Regions from separate parts of the Mus musculus genome. Here regions 1, 2, 4 and 5 are each linked to region 3. Evidence: chromatin contacts called from public Hi-C, HiCAR-type and HiChIP or PLAC-seq data. All regions are on one chromosome and are shown on one strand. Each heading gives the region's core, a stretch centred on a gene start, on an enhancer-like site or on the middle of the called end of the contact. The rest is flanking DNA. Distances are from core to core; before and after follow the strand shown.

Evidence for each region. A called contact is a pair of places that touch in the nucleus more often than the background predicts. HiCAR-type assays count read pairs that join an accessible place to other places. HiChIP or PLAC-seq counts read pairs in DNA pulled down with a chosen protein or histone mark.
Region 1: a contact with region 3 is called in an H3K27ac HiChIP or PLAC-seq map of the NIH/3T3 cell line, with 4 times the contacts expected there. The contact joins the enhancer-like site here to the promoter of Ptgfr in region 3. A contact is called at or near these places in 9 of 39 promoter capture datasets (the 3T3-L1 cell line, 3T3-L1-derived adipocytes, Sertoli cells and 4 more), 5 of 484 Hi-C or Micro-C datasets (cumulus cells, liver, nephron progenitors and 1 more), 6 of 115 datasets of contacts at active chromatin or transcription factors (the NIH/3T3 cell line, embryonic limb bud, fibro-adipogenic progenitors and 3 more) and 2 of 9 other capture datasets (adipose tissue and liver).
Region 2: a Hi-C map of uterus shows a contact between it and region 3, with 2.9 times the contacts expected there. The contact joins the enhancer-like site here to the promoter of Ptgfr in region 3. A contact is called at or near these places in 8 of 39 promoter capture datasets (the 3T3-L1 cell line, 3T3-L1-derived adipocytes, cranial neural crest and 3 more), 6 of 484 Hi-C or Micro-C datasets (embryonic fibroblasts, nephron progenitors and uterus), 1 of 115 datasets of contacts at active chromatin or transcription factors (fibro-adipogenic progenitors) and 2 of 9 other capture datasets (adipose tissue and liver).
Region 4: a contact with region 3 is called in a HiCAR-type map of fibro-adipogenic progenitors, with 5 times the contacts expected there. The contact joins the enhancer-like site here to the promoter of Ptgfr in region 3. A contact is called at or near these places in 10 of 39 promoter capture datasets (the 3T3-L1 cell line, 3T3-L1-derived adipocytes, cranial neural crest and 5 more), 7 of 484 Hi-C or Micro-C datasets (the C2C12 cell line, cumulus cells, embryonic fibroblasts and 4 more), 2 of 115 datasets of contacts at active chromatin or transcription factors (the NIH/3T3 cell line and fibro-adipogenic progenitors) and 2 of 9 other capture datasets (adipose tissue and pancreatic islet).
Region 5: a contact with region 3 is called in a Hi-C map of uterus, with 6 times the contacts expected there. The contact joins the enhancer-like site here to the promoter of Ptgfr in region 3. A contact is called at or near these places in 12 of 39 promoter capture datasets (the 3T3-L1 cell line, the C10 cell line, the HPC-7 cell line and 7 more), 1 of 15 datasets of contacts at CTCF or cohesin (the NIH/3T3 cell line), 22 of 484 Hi-C or Micro-C datasets (brain, brown adipocytes, cardiomyocytes and 12 more), 11 of 115 datasets of contacts at active chromatin or transcription factors (craniofacial prominence, embryonic basal ganglia, embryonic forebrain and 7 more) and 3 of 9 other capture datasets (adipose tissue, liver and pancreatic islet).

Annotation. Positions count from the first base shown.
Region 1 is chr3:152,030,928-152,034,079 of GRCm38.p6, reverse strand. No RefSeq gene overlaps it. Among named protein-coding and RNA genes, the nearest start is that of Gm31739, 44 kb to the right of the region's middle. Within about 2 kb of position 1,354, at least 14 of the 459 cell types and tissues checked have an H3K27ac peak or open chromatin away from gene starts, as enhancers often do. A contact at or near this core is called in the NIH/3T3 cell line and uterus, where this site is marked.
Region 2 is chr3:151,996,019-151,998,962 of GRCm38.p6, reverse strand. No RefSeq gene overlaps it. Among named protein-coding and RNA genes, the nearest start is that of Gm31739, 9.0 kb to the right of the region's middle. Within about 2 kb of position 1,517, at least 7 of the 459 cell types and tissues checked have an H3K27ac peak or open chromatin away from gene starts, as enhancers often do. A contact at or near this core is called in fibro-adipogenic progenitors and uterus, where this site is marked.
Region 3 is chr3:151,835,485-151,838,786 of GRCm38.p6, reverse strand. Ptgfr (prostaglandin F receptor) reads left to right here and starts at 1,259. Exons shown (of 3, transcript NM_008966.3): 1 at 1,259-1,485; 2 at 2,846-3,302. The coding sequence starts at 2,918.
Region 4 is chr3:151,976,304-151,979,410 of GRCm38.p6, reverse strand. No RefSeq gene overlaps it. Among named protein-coding and RNA genes, the nearest start is that of Gm31739, 11 kb to the left of the region's middle. Within about 2 kb of position 1,555, at least 41 of the 459 cell types and tissues checked have an H3K27ac peak or open chromatin away from gene starts, as enhancers often do. A contact at or near this core is called in the C2C12 cell line, the NIH/3T3 cell line, embryonic fibroblasts and 3 more, where this site is marked.
Region 5 is chr3:152,065,544-152,068,652 of GRCm38.p6, reverse strand. No RefSeq gene overlaps it. Among named protein-coding and RNA genes, the nearest start is that of Gm31881, 17 kb to the left of the region's middle. Within about 2 kb of position 1,807, at least 10 of the 459 cell types and tissues checked have an H3K27ac peak or open chromatin away from gene starts, as enhancers often do. A contact at or near this core is called in muscle stem cells and uterus, where this site is marked.

The DNA.
Region 1 (3,152 bases), core at 105-2,604, 200 kb before region 3:
AAAAACTTTCTTTAAGTTTAATTTTTTTCTGTGTGATTATTTTGCCTGCATGTACATCTGCGCATCGTGTGTATGTCTGGTGCCTGAGGAGGCTCTGGAACAGGAGTGGCAGACAGCTGTGAACAGCCATGTGAGCGCTGGGAATTGAACTCTGTCCTCTGGAAGAACAGAGCCGTCTCTGTAGTCCTGTGTTTTTCTCCTTCCTAGAGAAGATCCTTAGACCTCTCATAGGCAGGATAATGACCCCAAGGGAACTTTGAACATGTTACCCTATTTAGGAAAGAGTCAGAGGCAGATATTTGCACCCAACCAATGGACAGAAGCAGCTGACCCCTGTGGTTGAATTAGGGAAGGCTGAAAGAAGCTGAGGAGAAGGGCCACCCTGTAGGTGGACCAGCAGTCTCAATTAATTTGGACCCCTGAGATCTCACAAACAGTGGACCACCAAACAGACAGCATACACCAGTTGATATCAGGACCCCAACACACATACAGTAGAGGATTTCAAGGTCTGTGTTCATTCAGGGATGATGCACCTAACCCTCAAGAGACTGGAGACCCCAGGGAGTTTAGAGGGTCAGGTGGGGTGGGGAGGAGGTGTGGGATGTGGAGCAGATGGAGGGTGGGTGGGTGGGGCAGGAAATGGAATATGGAGTGTAAAAAATAAATTAAAAATAAAATAAAATAAAAAATAATGTTAAAATAAATTCCCATATGGTCACTAAGAAAGAAAAAGAAAAAGAAAAAGAAAAAAAAAAGAAAAAGAAAAAGAAAAAGAAAAAAAAAAAAAAGGAAACCTGTGGACATGTTGTCTCACCTAGAAAAAGATTTGCCAATGTGATTATGGTGGGGGGCAGGTATCTTGGAGTATTTGGGTGCCCCAGTCTAACCAGATGGTTTCTCTAGGACAGAGGTGGAGGCTGAGAGTGAGTCACAGGAGGTTCCGGTAATGTGCTGCCTTTGCTAGGAGCAGACAGGAGCTCTGCATCTTGGAGGCCTCTGGAGACTGGAGAAGCAAGGGCAGATCCTAAGTAAGCCTTTAGAATCCATACAAGCCTGCTGAAACCTTGATGTTAGCATCACCCTGTTTTGGATTTCTCCAGCACTGCAAGATAACACAGCAGTGCTGTTTGCAGCCACAGCTTTGTAGTTGTGCATTAAAGCAGCAGAAGAAAACCAGAACCCGGAGGCACTAAAAAAAAAAATGACTTGAAGCTCTCAAGAGAGTTTAATGATAGCTTTTCTAGAGAGTACTGACGTTTCAAAATGACTTTTGGGCTCAATAAAGCATCTGAGGGTTTACTCACCCAGAAGCCACCATGACTGATTCATTGATGGGTGGAATTTCCCACCACTTAAGCTTCCTCCCATGTTCTCTGGTCACTTTGCTTCCTGGTCCCTTGTCCTGACCTGCTTATGAGCTTGTCTGTCCAATGATATTGTCAAAGAAGCTTGGGACCGTGAGCTGCTTTTCTACCTGGTTTAGAGTGTCAACAGATGAACTTGAACTTCTAGACCAGGCCAACAAACGCATGGCTATGACCTGACATACGGATTAGACCTCGATTCCTAGCACCTTATAAAGTGCGTGTGGTTGTGCAATCTTGTATTACTAGCACCAAAGCGCATCTTCAGTTACAGAGTGAAATTAGCCAAGCCTGGGCTGCCTGAGATCATAACAAAGGAGGAGGATGGGAGAAGGAGGGGGAGGAGAGGAGGGAGATGAGGAGGAGGGGGGAGGGAGAGGAGGAGGATGGGGGAGGAGGAAGAGGAAAGGAGGAGAAGGAGAAGGAGGGGGAAGGAGGAGGAGGAGGAGGAGGAGAAGGAGGAAGACGAGGGGGAAGGAGGAGGAGGAGGGGACAAATGGCTCACATTCTCAAGGAGTTCATAGTGTAGTGTATTAAAACAGTGGAGACAGAGACTGGTTTACAATATGGAAAGGGCAGAGGTGGACATACACACCCCTGAGGGTTTGCTGGAGTCATGGGGGATGCAGCAGCCTTTTAAAAGGAGATGTCTGATCTGACACAGAATGACTTTTCTAGGAGTGGCAGTGAGACGGGAATGGAAGAAATGATGCGCTGTGACAGAGTTTCGGAAGACTAAGGGATAACTTGATCAAAAGCATAAGGACAGTACTTAGGAGACAGCGACAGATGCTGTCTGTGCATTCAAGGCCAGCTTCGCTACAGAGTGAGCACCAGGACAGAAAGGGCTATGTAGGGAAACTGTATTTTGAGAATCAGAAAACAAAGATAGGGAAACAAAGGTACGGTTGAGCAACAAGTGGTTAAAGGTTCCTGGGGTTTTGAGAGCAGCGCGATGGGGAGGAAAAGAATGGAGAGAGAGGCAGTGCCACCCATCGGAGAAGCTTGGAGTTCTAGACAGGATCTTCCACGCTGGCTGTCTGCCTGTCCATCTCTAGAACGTGTAAGCCTCATCTGCTCAACTCGTTGACACTCTTCAGAACCCCAGGGATGCCATGGAGCCAGCAGGCAAATCTGCTGCCCTCTTGAACTGTTATCTGAAAGGGGGGGGGGTCAGATCACGTGGTACTCACAACGAGAAGGTAAGGGGGATCAGTCTACGCACCTGGGAGAAGACTCAAAGAGACTTTCATGAAGGCGTCACCTCTAAACTTTTTTTTTTTTTTTTTTTTTGGTATGTGTGATCCAATGAGTCTAACTTGGGCTGTTCACAAGAGCAGAGGTGAACGGTCATTTATAGGAATTTGGGCTAAGAAAATACCTCTTTCTCTCCCAACAACTGTAACTCAAGGAGGGATAAAACCTAATGAGTGCTTAGCGCCTCCACGATGGAATGTTTATGGGTGCAATCTTGTGTAAGCCTTGTGCAGATAATCATAGCTGTCGAGAGTTCAAGAGGGCACTGGCCATGCCTTGCTTGGGAGACACCACTCCAGCTCGTTCTCTGGGCCTTACAGAGGCTTTCTTCCCAACCTGTCACAATATTTCTGAGCCTTGGAGGAATGTTGTCCCATTTTAGGCTGGTCAGACAGCAGTCATTTATTCTCTTGTCGTGAGTCTCTGAGCTGTTTTGGTGTGTAAGGTCATGTGAGAGGTGGTTAAGGAAGGAGATCTCTCTAGATCAGAACCTGGGGACTCTTAATAATTTCTTGGGGAGCCATCAAA
Region 2 (2,944 bases), core at 268-2,767, 160 kb before region 3:
GTCTGGCTTTGCTCAACTTTCATAAGTGTTCTGGCAATAACTGTGTCAGCGCTGAGATTTCTAGCACAATTGCCTTGTTTTCTAACAGAGATTAAAGCAGACTGATTTGTGTTTTAAGGTTTTGAAATGAGTCACTTCATTTGCCAACATAACTGCTTACCCAGCTGCGTTTGATTCTGAAGTCTCCAAATCACCGTTGTATCAATGCATGGCCACCTTCTCATATCTAAAGAGAAAAGAATATAGGAGACTTGATTACCAATCACCTATATTTGACTTTATAGTCTCTCTTTCCTTCCCACCTAGATATACCCCATACCCTAAATCTGGGCCCTTTTGTTAAGAACCTGTGACCAACTTGAACAATTACATAAACTCTTAAAAGTTTCATTTTCTCATTTAGAAAATGGATGTAATAAGGACACTTAAGTTGTAATAATTCTGTTAGGTTTAAACAAAACAATCATGTAAAATCCAGACTATATTTCTAGGTTTGTGGCATCTTCCAAATGAATGAAGATTTGTACTGGAATGCTAGTTGAGGTGGTGTGGTGCTGAGAGACAGTCTTTGAAGGACAAGATGGTGAATGGGCTGCACATAGAGACATCAAAGTCACCCTAGATGGTAGGAGAAAGACTAAGTTGTTGATGGTCTCTCTGGTTAATTGGAGAGATGGGTGGATGCCCCTTGATAGCAGTGAGGAGGAATTGGGCAGGTGTGACCCCCTAAAGAATTAATTATACATTGTTTTGCTGGAAGAAGAGCAAGCATTTTGGATGGAAGCATTACTCCATAAGAGGGCTGACCTAACACCTGAGCCTGATGGATGTAGGGAACTTCATCCCACATCTCACGGGTTTCAGGGGAGTTATGTACTTGGGGTACATCCAGGATTCAGTTAAGACAAGAAGTTGGAAGAGGTAGGGGATGCCATAAAACTTGGCGGGGAGTTTCTTTGAGAAACAATAAATAGACTTGAGTCAGAGAACAGTAGAGTTGGTCTGAAGGAAATAAGCCCAAAGCAAAATGAAGCTGGGACTGTGAGGGAGGAGAGCAGACAGCCGGGAATTGTACTTTGGATGCTGGCCAGCAATAATTAAAGGTGTGAAGACGATGTTCCAGAGAAAAACTGCTTTTTGGTTCCCGTCAAGATGGTGAAATCAATATGAAGAAGCTATAAAGGAAGGGGTGAAGCCAAGACATCTGGAACTGGGTGTGCATATGTGTGTGTATATGTGCACTTGGTGTGTGTATGTGTGTGTGTGTGCATGTGTGTGTAGCCTCAAGTGAAAGAACTAGTGAGAAGATGCAGAGAACTTTTCAAGCTATGCTCTGCCTTTCCCCTCTTTTCTCAGGAGGGTCAGTACCTGTTCCTTTAGCACAGAAATCCAGTCATGCTTATGGGTGGTCACAGCACAGCACAAAACTTAGCTGGGCTGAACAGCCATATGGTGACTACAGTCCTTCACTCCTTCCAAAGGTCTGGAGGTAGTAGGCTTACACTGTTGGAAGACTACCTTCTGCCAATGTTGCTTCTTCCCAAGTATTCAAGTGCAAAGCTCCCATCAGACGTTACGAACATGTCCACATGGTGTCAACAGCAAATTTGCTGTTTGGAATTCTTCATCTTCCCTCCTGTTGGTCATATTTAGTTTCCTGGGAGTGACAGAGAAGTGACCCAGAGTCAGGCCACTCTCATTGCATAATACTGAGCGTAACAACAATCATCACCCTTTTGCTTAAAAGTACACAGAACAGAACAACAAAACAAAGCAGACACAAGCTCCCCGAGGAAAATTAGTTTTACATGGCAATGAATGTTTTGCCATAAAACTGCTCACATTCTCTCATTATTCTCTTAGTATTGGAAGGGTTTGCTGTGATGACCGCTTTCTTTAGAGTACTGTTTTTATTGTTTGTTAACATCTCCTTTGCTTTTTAAAAAATGATGGAGAATTTTATACATGTGTACAATGTATTTTCATGAAATCCCCTCTCTCTTCCCTCTAACTCCTCCCACCCTCCACTACTGTTCCCTCTAAAGTTTATGTGTTCTTTAAAAATCTACTGAGCCCACTGAATGCCACCAGTAGGGCTACATTCTGGGTACAGTGGAACAAAGAAAGCCTATCAGGGCTCTCATCCCTGAAGAATATGGTCTGTCTCTGTCTCTGTCTCTGTGTCTGTCTCTATCTCTCTGTCTCCCTCTGTTTCCCTCTGTCTCTCAGCAATATTATATTATATATATATATTATATTGCCAATAACTACTCATCTAGGGGTAGGACTTTATAAGTCCATCCACCATCGATCCAGATATGTTTTTTCTGGCTTCATCTTGTGCAGGTTCTGTGCAAGCAGTCATTGTTGTGAGGTCATGCGTGCTGTGTCTCTGTCACATCTGGAAAACAATGCTTCTCTTCAGTCCTCCACTACCTCTGGCTCTTAGAAAAATGTCTGTCCCCTCTTCCATGATGATGAGCCTTGGGAGGAGGGGACTGTGATGATGATGTCCCATTTAAGACTGAGAATTTCAGTCTCATACTGGACTAGTTATGAGAGTCTATCAATCACCACATTTCTTTGTTTTTCTTGATGAAAATATCTGAGAGTATATTGATTTTGATTTTTCAAAACCCATCTTTTGGCTTGGTTAGTTGTTCTTTGGTCTTCGGTCTTTGTTCTATGATTAACATCTGCTCTTGTCTCACTCACTTCTTTGCATTGCCCTATTCTGAGGTGGCTTATCATCTTCTTTCCATTGAACATCAGGTCAGTGGTATGAGAGTTTTAGTCTTTAAAAAAAATACCTCTTCTAGCCCACTAGACCTTATGCAACCACCACTTTTTACTCAATAGAAGTTCAAAATGCATTTCATTTTCTCAATACTATGCCCCACTCTTACTCTTCAGCTAGGCCACTGTGCTACACTTGGAAACTATT
Region 3 (3,302 bases), core at 10-2,509:
TTTGGTGAGAACAGGGGAATGACAGAGAAGACCCCCCCCCCCCCCATAGAGGGCCATTTCCACGAGAGAAACACAAGGAAAACCATCAACACACTGAGCTGCAACCAAGGACTGTTAATCATTAAAGGAAAGAGTGGCACTCCGTGTCACATTTTCAGTGTGGCTTGTGACAGGGTTGTTCTTTGGATACTGGCCATCCCGGGACACAGCATTTTCCAACTAATCAAAACATTGACCTCTCTGACCATACCCAAGTCACAGTTTAAACACGCTATGATAATATCAATTAAAACTGCTCTGTCTCCACCACAGGGGGAGAGTGTGCAGCCGGACTTTTCTACAGTTAATGGCTAATTTATTTTATCTTGCCTTTGCACTTTATGAGCCCTTTCGATCTTCAGGAATTTGGAAGCACCTTCTGGCTCTGGAATGGAGAAGCAGATTCCAGAACTCTTTACACAGCTAGTGACAACCTTTTGCTAGGGCCAGAAGGGAAATCGAGGTAATAGGGGCACACAAGTGCTGCGCTGGAAATGACATATTCAGAGGTGTGGATGTTATTAGCTAAAAAACAATCATAGTGAAAAGAACTCACATTGTACAAGTTCACACAGCACTATACGTTTAACAAGCTCAAATAACAGTTCTTAATGAAAAATGAGCGCGCCTTTACTTGAACACAAAGTACATTTTACAAAATCTATAAGGTGTATATCCTTTGTTGTGGATGTCACTAGAAATTCTCTCAAGGACTTCGAAGCTCCCAAAAGGTCTCGAATCCCAGGCCAGCAGGTGCTTAAGAACGCAGCTCTCACTTCCCTTTATACTCTTACCCGGCTTGCACTCCAGTGACAGTGGAGCCTAAGGCTGTTCCTCTTACAGCAGTTGCCCAGAACTTCTAATTCACTCCCTGTGGATATCTGCTAGAAGTTCTCTTTCAAACTGGCAGACCTTTACCCAGATTTCCGCGTCCCTTTTTGGTTGGACCTGGAATTAATTCATTCCCCATAAGCTGTACCCGACAATCCCACACACCAGGCTCTAAACATGCCTTGGTTTTCCTTGTTTCTGTCTTGAAGCTTCGGAAATGACCTCTTTCATTTGGAAACGAGTTTAAAGCAAAACTTTCCGTAGTTGCCTGGTGGCTAAAAGCGTTGTCTTCTGCTGCTCGGTGGCCAAAGCATCAGAGGACCGTGCAGCAGCCTCACCCTGTGCGGGCAGAGAAAGTGGGCGGAGAGGAGAGAGACGAGGAAGGGGCGGAGGTCACCCAGCCCTCCACCCTGCAGAGGCTGGGAGCATCTCTAGGTGCTCTGGAGTTCAGGACACAATAGGTCCTGCGGGTGATCCAGTGCTCAGAAGTGTCCTAGGGAGGAAAGAGAGGTGGAACCCGAGGTTGCGGCTGCGCAGGGCTGGTTGCGCCATGGAACACCGGGCTCAGCGCTCTTCTGCTCCGGACACAACCACTCAGTGGCTCAGGATGCCGAGGTAAAAACCCCGTGGCTGCATTCCCACGGCCGGATTCCCACGGTCCCTGGATTCTCCAGCTGAACCCAGGGTTGATAAACTCCGGTGGCAACAGCTGCAGGGGTCCCGCTGGAGAGCACTATAGGCTGAGACTGGCAGGGATTTTGGACCCAATTCGTGGTGTGCTATGAGGAAAGAAGGGCTTGGGGGCTTCACTGTAAGGATGGGGCTCAGTAGCAAGGATTTCCACCACCCTCAGGAGAGAAGCACGCACACAGGGCTACCCCTTTCTTTCCCTGAGATTCCCTGCTGGCTGCACTACATGGTCCTTACCCCGGCTGCCGCAGACCTTTGGCGCCCCCCAGGGTGGGAGGGAAAAGAACTCTCCGGAGTTTGAGAAATTGCAAAAAGTTTCAGCAAGTTGGTTAGGTTTAGAGGCAATGTTGCAAGCTGAGGCCCCTTGGGGTGTGGGCTTTGCAACTGTCGAAAGTAGAAATGTGAGTAAGACACCGAGGGGGCAGCCAGCCTCTTTCCTTCAGGCACCTAAAGCCTCTGGGCTGTCAAATCCCCAGCCTCCGGGAAAGCTGCTCTGGGAAAACAATCTAATTATCCAGTGGTGTGGTCCTGAAGCTAGCACGGACTTAGGACTCAACACATTAGGGGCAAAAAACCCAAACAGCAAACAGTACAGCATTTCTCACTGGAGGCTACAGTAACCTGACAGCACCCTTCCTCATCTTGGTGCAGGGATTTCTGCCCCGTGAAAGAAGGCTAGATCAGAAATCACAGCCTCAACACTCTTCCATGAGTCAAAGTGTGACTGAGTGTGAGGTGTGTGTGTGTGTGTGTGTGTGTGTGTGTGTGAGAGAGAGAGAGAGAGAGAGAGAGAGAGAGAGAGAGAGAGAGATTGATTCTGTTTGTTGCCCTTTCATGACCTTGGCTTTATGACCAGCAGGTGGATCAAGTACTTGGGGAGGGGTCAATGTCCCACAGAGAAAAGAACAGGATTTTAAAGGATTAGTTATTTCAATAGATTGCTATGCGTTAAAAACTCCATTGGTTTGAAATCTAACCTTCTTAGTGCTTTAGTAAGACTTCAAATGATTCAAGATGTCAAGGATACATCAGGATGGCTTTTTTTTTTTTTAGATTTCTCTCTCTCTTTCTAGGGAAGTGAACTGATGGTGTCAGTTTGGGCGGTATCTTTATCTTGAAAGAGAGACAACCAGAACAGATGCATGCTGGCGGCAGGGTCCTGCAACCTGACTTATGATAGGCTGGGCAAATCCACCCCATCCCAGGGTGCTGAGGCACTTGGTTCTAAATGTCAGATGACTGACTGGTAATTAGGTCTTTATAATTCCTGTCCTGTATGCTACAGATGTCTGCACTCCGAGACTGCACAGTTGTGACAGAGAGATGACTTGAGGGGACAGCTTTTACCTCCACAACAATGTCTATGAACAGTTCCAAGCAGCCAGTGTCTCCTGCAGCTGGACTCATCGCAAACACAACCTGCCAGACGGAGAACCGGCTTTCAGTATTTTTTTCTATCATCTTCATGACAGTGGGGATCTTATCGAACAGCCTGGCCATCGCCATTCTCATGAAGGCCTACCAGAGATTTAGACAGAAGTCAAAGGCTTCCTTCCTGCTTTTGGCTAGTGGCCTGGTGATCACAGACTTCTTTGGCCACCTTATCAACGGAGGCATAGCTGTCTTTGTATATGCTTCTGATAAAGACTGGATCCGCTTTGATCAGTCAAACATCCTGTGCAGTATTTTTGGAATCTCCATGGTCTTTTCTGGCTTGTGCCCACTTTTTCTAGGCAGTGCGA
Region 4 (3,107 bases), core at 306-2,805, 140 kb before region 3:
ACCCTGGTCCAGATCTAGTGCTTTGAGCTGGCTCACCCCAACATCTACTCTATCTATGAGCCCCTAGAGTGCATGAAGGAGACACTCCTACAGATCCAAAGCTTCAGGATCTCCAAAAACAGGGCATCAACAGGATATCTGAGAGAAGTCCTGATGAGAGTCCAGTATTGATAATGTAGCAGAAGCCAGGGACCACAAACCAGACTAATCACTCATTGCAATGAAAATTTGCATGTAAAGGTGTTTGAACAAAAGGGTGTACCCTGTGACACACTGTGACACACTGCAGCTTCCATAACAAAATTTTTAAAAATTTAATTTTAATTTTGATTTTTTTTTCTTTTGAGGGGGAAGGTGCCAGGGCAGATATGAAGAGAGGAGAAGATGAACGGGATTAGGGTTCATGATGTGAAGTTCATAAAGAATCAATAAAAAGTTTTGAAAGTGTAGAAAAGAAAGCTGCTTTCTGGGAGCTGCAGGGTGACTGAGGATTGTAGCTCACCATGTCCCTCCTCTTCCCTCACAAAGAGGAGCCAGGGTAACAGGCATGCAGCTGCATTGGGGGTTTAGTTAATGTGGAAGAGTTCTGAAAATTAGTGAGTGGGACCTTGTAAGGCTCAGAGACCTGGAATGACAGTCAAGGAAGAGAAAGATGTCTAGTTCCAAACTTGTAACCAACTCCCACTCCCCTGTCAGCACAACACCCCCCCGCCCCCCACCGCCACGCAAGGCAGGAGAGAAAGAACTCTAAGCTGCAGCTCACAGGGGTCTTTCCTGACCTTCTCCAGGTCTCTATGGCTGCTGCTTTCAGTATTAATTCTACAGTTACACTTCTACTCATGTCTGTAGAACTACACTGTTCATGAGGCAAGGGAAAGAAAAGGGAAGTGAGGAATTACACTTTTCAGAATTTATCCCTAATCCTCCATCCTGACTCCAGTGCTGACCAGCTGGCTCACTGAGTAAACTGTCTGCCAGTTCTCCCTGGCTCTTACTGATGTCTACTTGTGACTTCCTTGACTCTGAGCTTCAACTGTCTAAACATGTCTCTGGTTTTGCCTTTCCAAGGCCACATCCCCATACACTAGCCAGTTCAAGCTCAGGTTTCTACTGGCTCAAGCTCCTTCTGCAGCAACCACAGCAGTCTCTAGAGAGAGAGGATGAGTGATGTCAAAGAAAGAGTCCTTTCAGAGGGGTATCTGTTGAAACTCCAGATGTGGAGAGTTAAACCCGGGACATAAGAAACAAAAGAAGAAACTGAGAGGAATATTTGTATATGTTTTAAGTAGGAAATGGGGAGGAAACAAAAACAAACAAACAAATGAGTTAGGGATGACTTAGACTAAACTGCAGCCTGATAAAAACCTGATTAAATAGTTTGTTCCAAGGACTAAATTTTTTTAGCGATACTTGGACTAGAATACTGAGCCTTTGAACATTTTAACCAAGAGCAGTAGTATCATTACAAGTCTCAAGTAAACTATGAAGTATGACATTCTAGAACAACTTGTTACAGTAAGAATGACTCAGGAGGCTGAGTCTAAGTGACTCACGTGTGCGGCTTGTCAGACCATCTGACAGCCATTATGTCTGACTCTGAAGCTCAGGTCAGCTAAAGCCTGCTTTCCTCTTCTGCTCAGTAGATGGATTGTTTTTCATTCCAGTAATAGTCTTAGAATTCATTCATTCTTGGGGGAGAGATCCCTTGTTCATATCAAACATGGTGATCTGATAGCCGATGGGTTCTCTGGAAACTTGGGTATGCTGTACCATCTTATTCAGCATCATGTCTTTTTAGGAACATGGTCCCTGTTATATTGAAAATGCTCAGTGATGGAGACTAATTGGTCCTTCTCTGAGAAGACATCACTTGTTGCAGAGAGGAGTGCTTCAGAAAATCTTGTGGAAAGCACTGGCTTCAACTCCCAACAGAGTCAGCAAGGGAGCACCATTCTGTGAGATATTAAAGATTTTATCTACTGTGAATTTCCTTTGAGGAAATAGAGCATATACTTCACTATGCTTATAGTTCAACTAGGAAATCACTGACCACACCAGTGGCTGTATATGTAGAAGTCCTTGGAGAAGAAAGTAGATGGTTATGTGGTAAGTACTTGAGGAATGTGTCAAATTGAACCACTGGCCAGAAGATTCCTACTATATGAGCTTCCCTATAGAAGAGAACAGCATGCTTAAAAGGGTCTCCTTCATAAGACTGAGCATTTCTTTGGTTTGTTTATTTGTTCAATCAGTAAATATTTGCTGGTATCTGTTATATCTGCTATGATCCTTTTGTTTTATAAATCAGCATCTGATCTGATGATGGATACATTGCTTAGCAAAGGTGTTTTAAACAGTGTATTGATGATGACACACGATCTCTGATGCACAAGAACTATGTCTGTTGGTCAGATGGATGGTTTGGAGGTCGGAAAAAGGTGTGGTTGAGAATATTTCATATGCATTTTGCTGTAGTTTCAAACTTTATTGTGCAATGGATACTCTGTGAAGTAGAACAAATGTGCAGATTCTAGAGTCTGAACGTTGATCAGCAGGCCTGGCACAACCCTTTGGATGCACTTTTTAATAAGCGGTCGAGGTAATTCTTATGCAAGTGCTATATGCATCACCTAAGAGAAGTGCTGTTTATGGCCTTTCATTCGACTCCAGGAAAGTATCAAGTATACAGATAAATGGTTAATGGTCTTTTTGTTTACCCTCCACTATTATCATTGCTATCCTCACTTAAAACAGTGACAAATCACAGGGAGAAAAGGAAAGACAAAATGAAACAGAACAAGAACCTTAGAATGCCTAGGGAAGAGAAGAAAGTACCAGTAAAACTAATGTGGCATTGGCTGGGGTCTTCCTGAGCTCATGCGGTGACAGGTTCTTAGTCTCCTCATGAGGATGCCCTGGTAGATGTATGGTTGAGTATGGTAGATGTATGGTAGATGTATGGTAGAGTATGGTTGATGTGGCCAGGTGCTTGTGGAAAGCAACGATATCGTATTTTAAAGTCATAATAATGGGAAACTGAACAGTGTCCTCAAGGCCTAACTTCCTCCTCCTTGGCTTGTTTCTGTAGCTGTCAACTTTTGTCGATT
Region 5 (3,109 bases), core at 558-3,057, 230 kb before region 3:
CTTTATACTGCAGTCTCCCTCCACTTTGCATCTCCCTTTAATGATATTTCTGCCAAATTGGACTACATATTCTTTGTGTTGTGTCCTATCCTGCCTCTCCTCATGGCTAGAATATGCTCATTCTCCATTTCTCCCTTTCCCCTGGAAGAGCGCCCAAATTCCCCAGTCTTGATGATATCATATAAATCCTATTGCTAACTACCTAGTCTCCCCCACAAATGAACCCAATATTACCCAGGTTCTCCATAGAAACAGAACAAATAGGTTATATACAGACATACACAGATATATCAGGGCATTTTATTGTGAAAATTGATTCATGAGACTGTGGAGGGCTCTCACTATATCCCACAGTGGACAGCACTTGTCTGTCTGGGTCTGGCTTACTTTGCTTGGTAAAGTTATCTCCAGTTCTCTCTGATGGTGGCTCCATTTGATAGAGAAGGCAAGAGATTACGATCAGATTTTTTTTCTCATGAGTTTCAGATCTCCATGCCTTCAACATGTCTTAAATAAAGTATATCTGTAACAAAATTTCATATTTCTGTATTAATAATCATTCAATTTTTAAAAATTAAGATTAAAATTTAGTACTAATAGATGTTAAGGCTAACATTTCCATGGTCTGTTCACACTGACCCCCTCTAAAATTCTGTCTTTTTTTCAAGGAAGTTCTTTCTTTCTTTCTTTCTTTTTTTCTTTTTCTTTTTTTTCTTTTTTTGCTTTAAGTACAAGCTTGGATAAATATGGAAATAATTGCTTTTAGCATCATGCATGCCATTAAGCTTGTGAGTCTGACTCCTGCCCTGTGTGCCATAATTCTGAGGTGAAGGAGGATGGCTTAAGTATTTTTTTGCATTTTATAAACGAGTAAGAATAGATGAAAAATCTCATTAGAAAAATGGGCTAGGGTGATTATCAAAGGAGTTAGAAAAGAAGAAAGAAAACTAGCCAGGGAGTGTATGAGTGGGCACACCATGTGGAAAGCGCGTTGACCTCAATGGTACAGAATTCCAACTGAACCAATAAGGAGGCATCATCTAACCCGGTCAGCCCAGCCCAGTGTGAAGGAATGGCTGCCCTCCTCCACTGCTGTAGGGAACGGAGATCTGTGCGCTGTCTGCTGATTGATAACGTGGATGAAAAGGCTCAGAGCTGCCCTTTGCTCCGACTCTGTCCCACTTCTAGAAACTTGTTTAAGGGAACACCGGGCCAGCTACAGTAGTGTACGTGAAGGGAGATTCGCTCGGCCTTGCTGACACCGGGAGGGTGAGCCCCCATTTCTCTGACACCCTCCTCATTTCTGTGGGGAGGTGCTGCCCCTGTGGCATCTGTGCCCTCATCCAGACCTCTTAGGGCACAAGAAATAACTTGTTGAGTTTCGGGGCAGGTCTCTGCCTCTACTACAGTCTGCCTGCAGAGTCTGAGCTCTCTGGGCTGCCCGCTAAAATGGCTTTTAGGGGAAGACATCCCTTCTTTGGGAAGGTCTGATCTGCAGCTCTGCCTGTTCCCGTGGGGGATGGGTCTTCTTTTAAGTCCAGGTTAAGAAGAGATAGTGAATGGCTGAAGCAAAGGAGCAGCTACATCAAGAGGCGAGGGAGAATGTGAACACACAGCCTCGGGAAGTACCAGTTTTGGGAGGGGCAAGCAGCCCCTGGCTTGTCGGAGCTCAGCAAGGGTGAACGGAGAGCTACAGAGTCTAGAAAGAACACCTGGCTTTGCAGAACGGACTGAGGGAGCGACAGTGGGAGCAGGGCCACTGTGAGGGGCGATTATTGCAGCTTTCTACAACCAGAAGATGGCGATATGGTTGAAATGGAGACAGGCGTGAGTGGCTTTGAGAGATGCTGAGGAGCGAAATCTCAGGAGATAGTGACGATCTGGACAAAAGGGACGAGACAATGGTTTCATGTGGTTTTGTTTTTTGTTTTTAACCAATCGGGTAGGTGTGCTGGTAAGATACATAAGAATCTAATACACAACACATAGGCACATAAGAAAGGTAGCTAACCTGGTTTTCACAATCTAAAGTATTAGCACCATTCCCTGTGAAGAAGAGGATTTTGCGCATGAGCGGTGAACTGAACACACCCGTAGGCGCTACATTGGTCAATGTAGATGGAGGACTTTGTTTATATTTCAGCGTACATGAAGCACCACTTTAGAAGTCATGTGGGACACCAATCTTCCAGGACTCAAGCGGGCTCACAGAGATCAGGGCTCCTGCCTGTATGGGTCTGACCTAAGTCCTCTGTGGTGCAGCGGACCATGCCAGACAACTTGGTAAGGTCGAGTGGATTCAGAAACCCCGGGACCCTCATACCTGCATATGGTAGGTGTTTCATCTACTCTGGACCAGATTTCTGTGCTAGAACACATGACTGTGACACCCCACGGAGAGGACGGTGACCATGCACAGGCAGATGAGGCATCCTTAACATCTCGGGGTAAGCCAACAGAAAGCATCTGCTCTTAGACCCCAATCCACCCCAAAGTGTATATAAGACCCTGTCGACAGGAATAAAGTACTCGTTATTTTGTCAAGGACTGTCTGAGTGTCTGCTGTATAGAGCTGTAACACTTTGGGCAAGAGATACTCTCCCCTGGAGCCTTTTCAACTTCTCAGCGGGCTCCTCTGGAGTAGCAGCTGCTGAAAAGACCCAGCAGACAGCTGGCCTACATCTGATATCTCCCCACTTCCAACCCTCACCTACCAGCACAGTGTCCTGCAGTGTAAGACTGACTCCTCTTCCCCTTTGGAAAATACAACTCTTTGGCTGCTCTGGAGGGGCCAGAGCCCCACAGATCTCCGCAGACAGCATCTAGTACACAGACAGGCAGTCTTCTGCGTATATGTTATGATCATGTAGCTGGTATTCTTGTAGGATTTTTAATAGAGGGAGATGCGTTTGTCTCCGACTTTTGTGCCTGCCACTGGGGCCTCTTTCCACCTACTGAGTTGCCTCATCCAGCCTCGATGTGAGAATATGCGCCTGGTCTTACTGTAGCGTGTTTTATGCCCTGTTTGGTTGATGTCCCTGGGAGACCTGCTCTTTTCTGAGGGGAGGTGAAGCAGCTATGAGTCTAAGGGAAAGGGGAGATGGGGTGG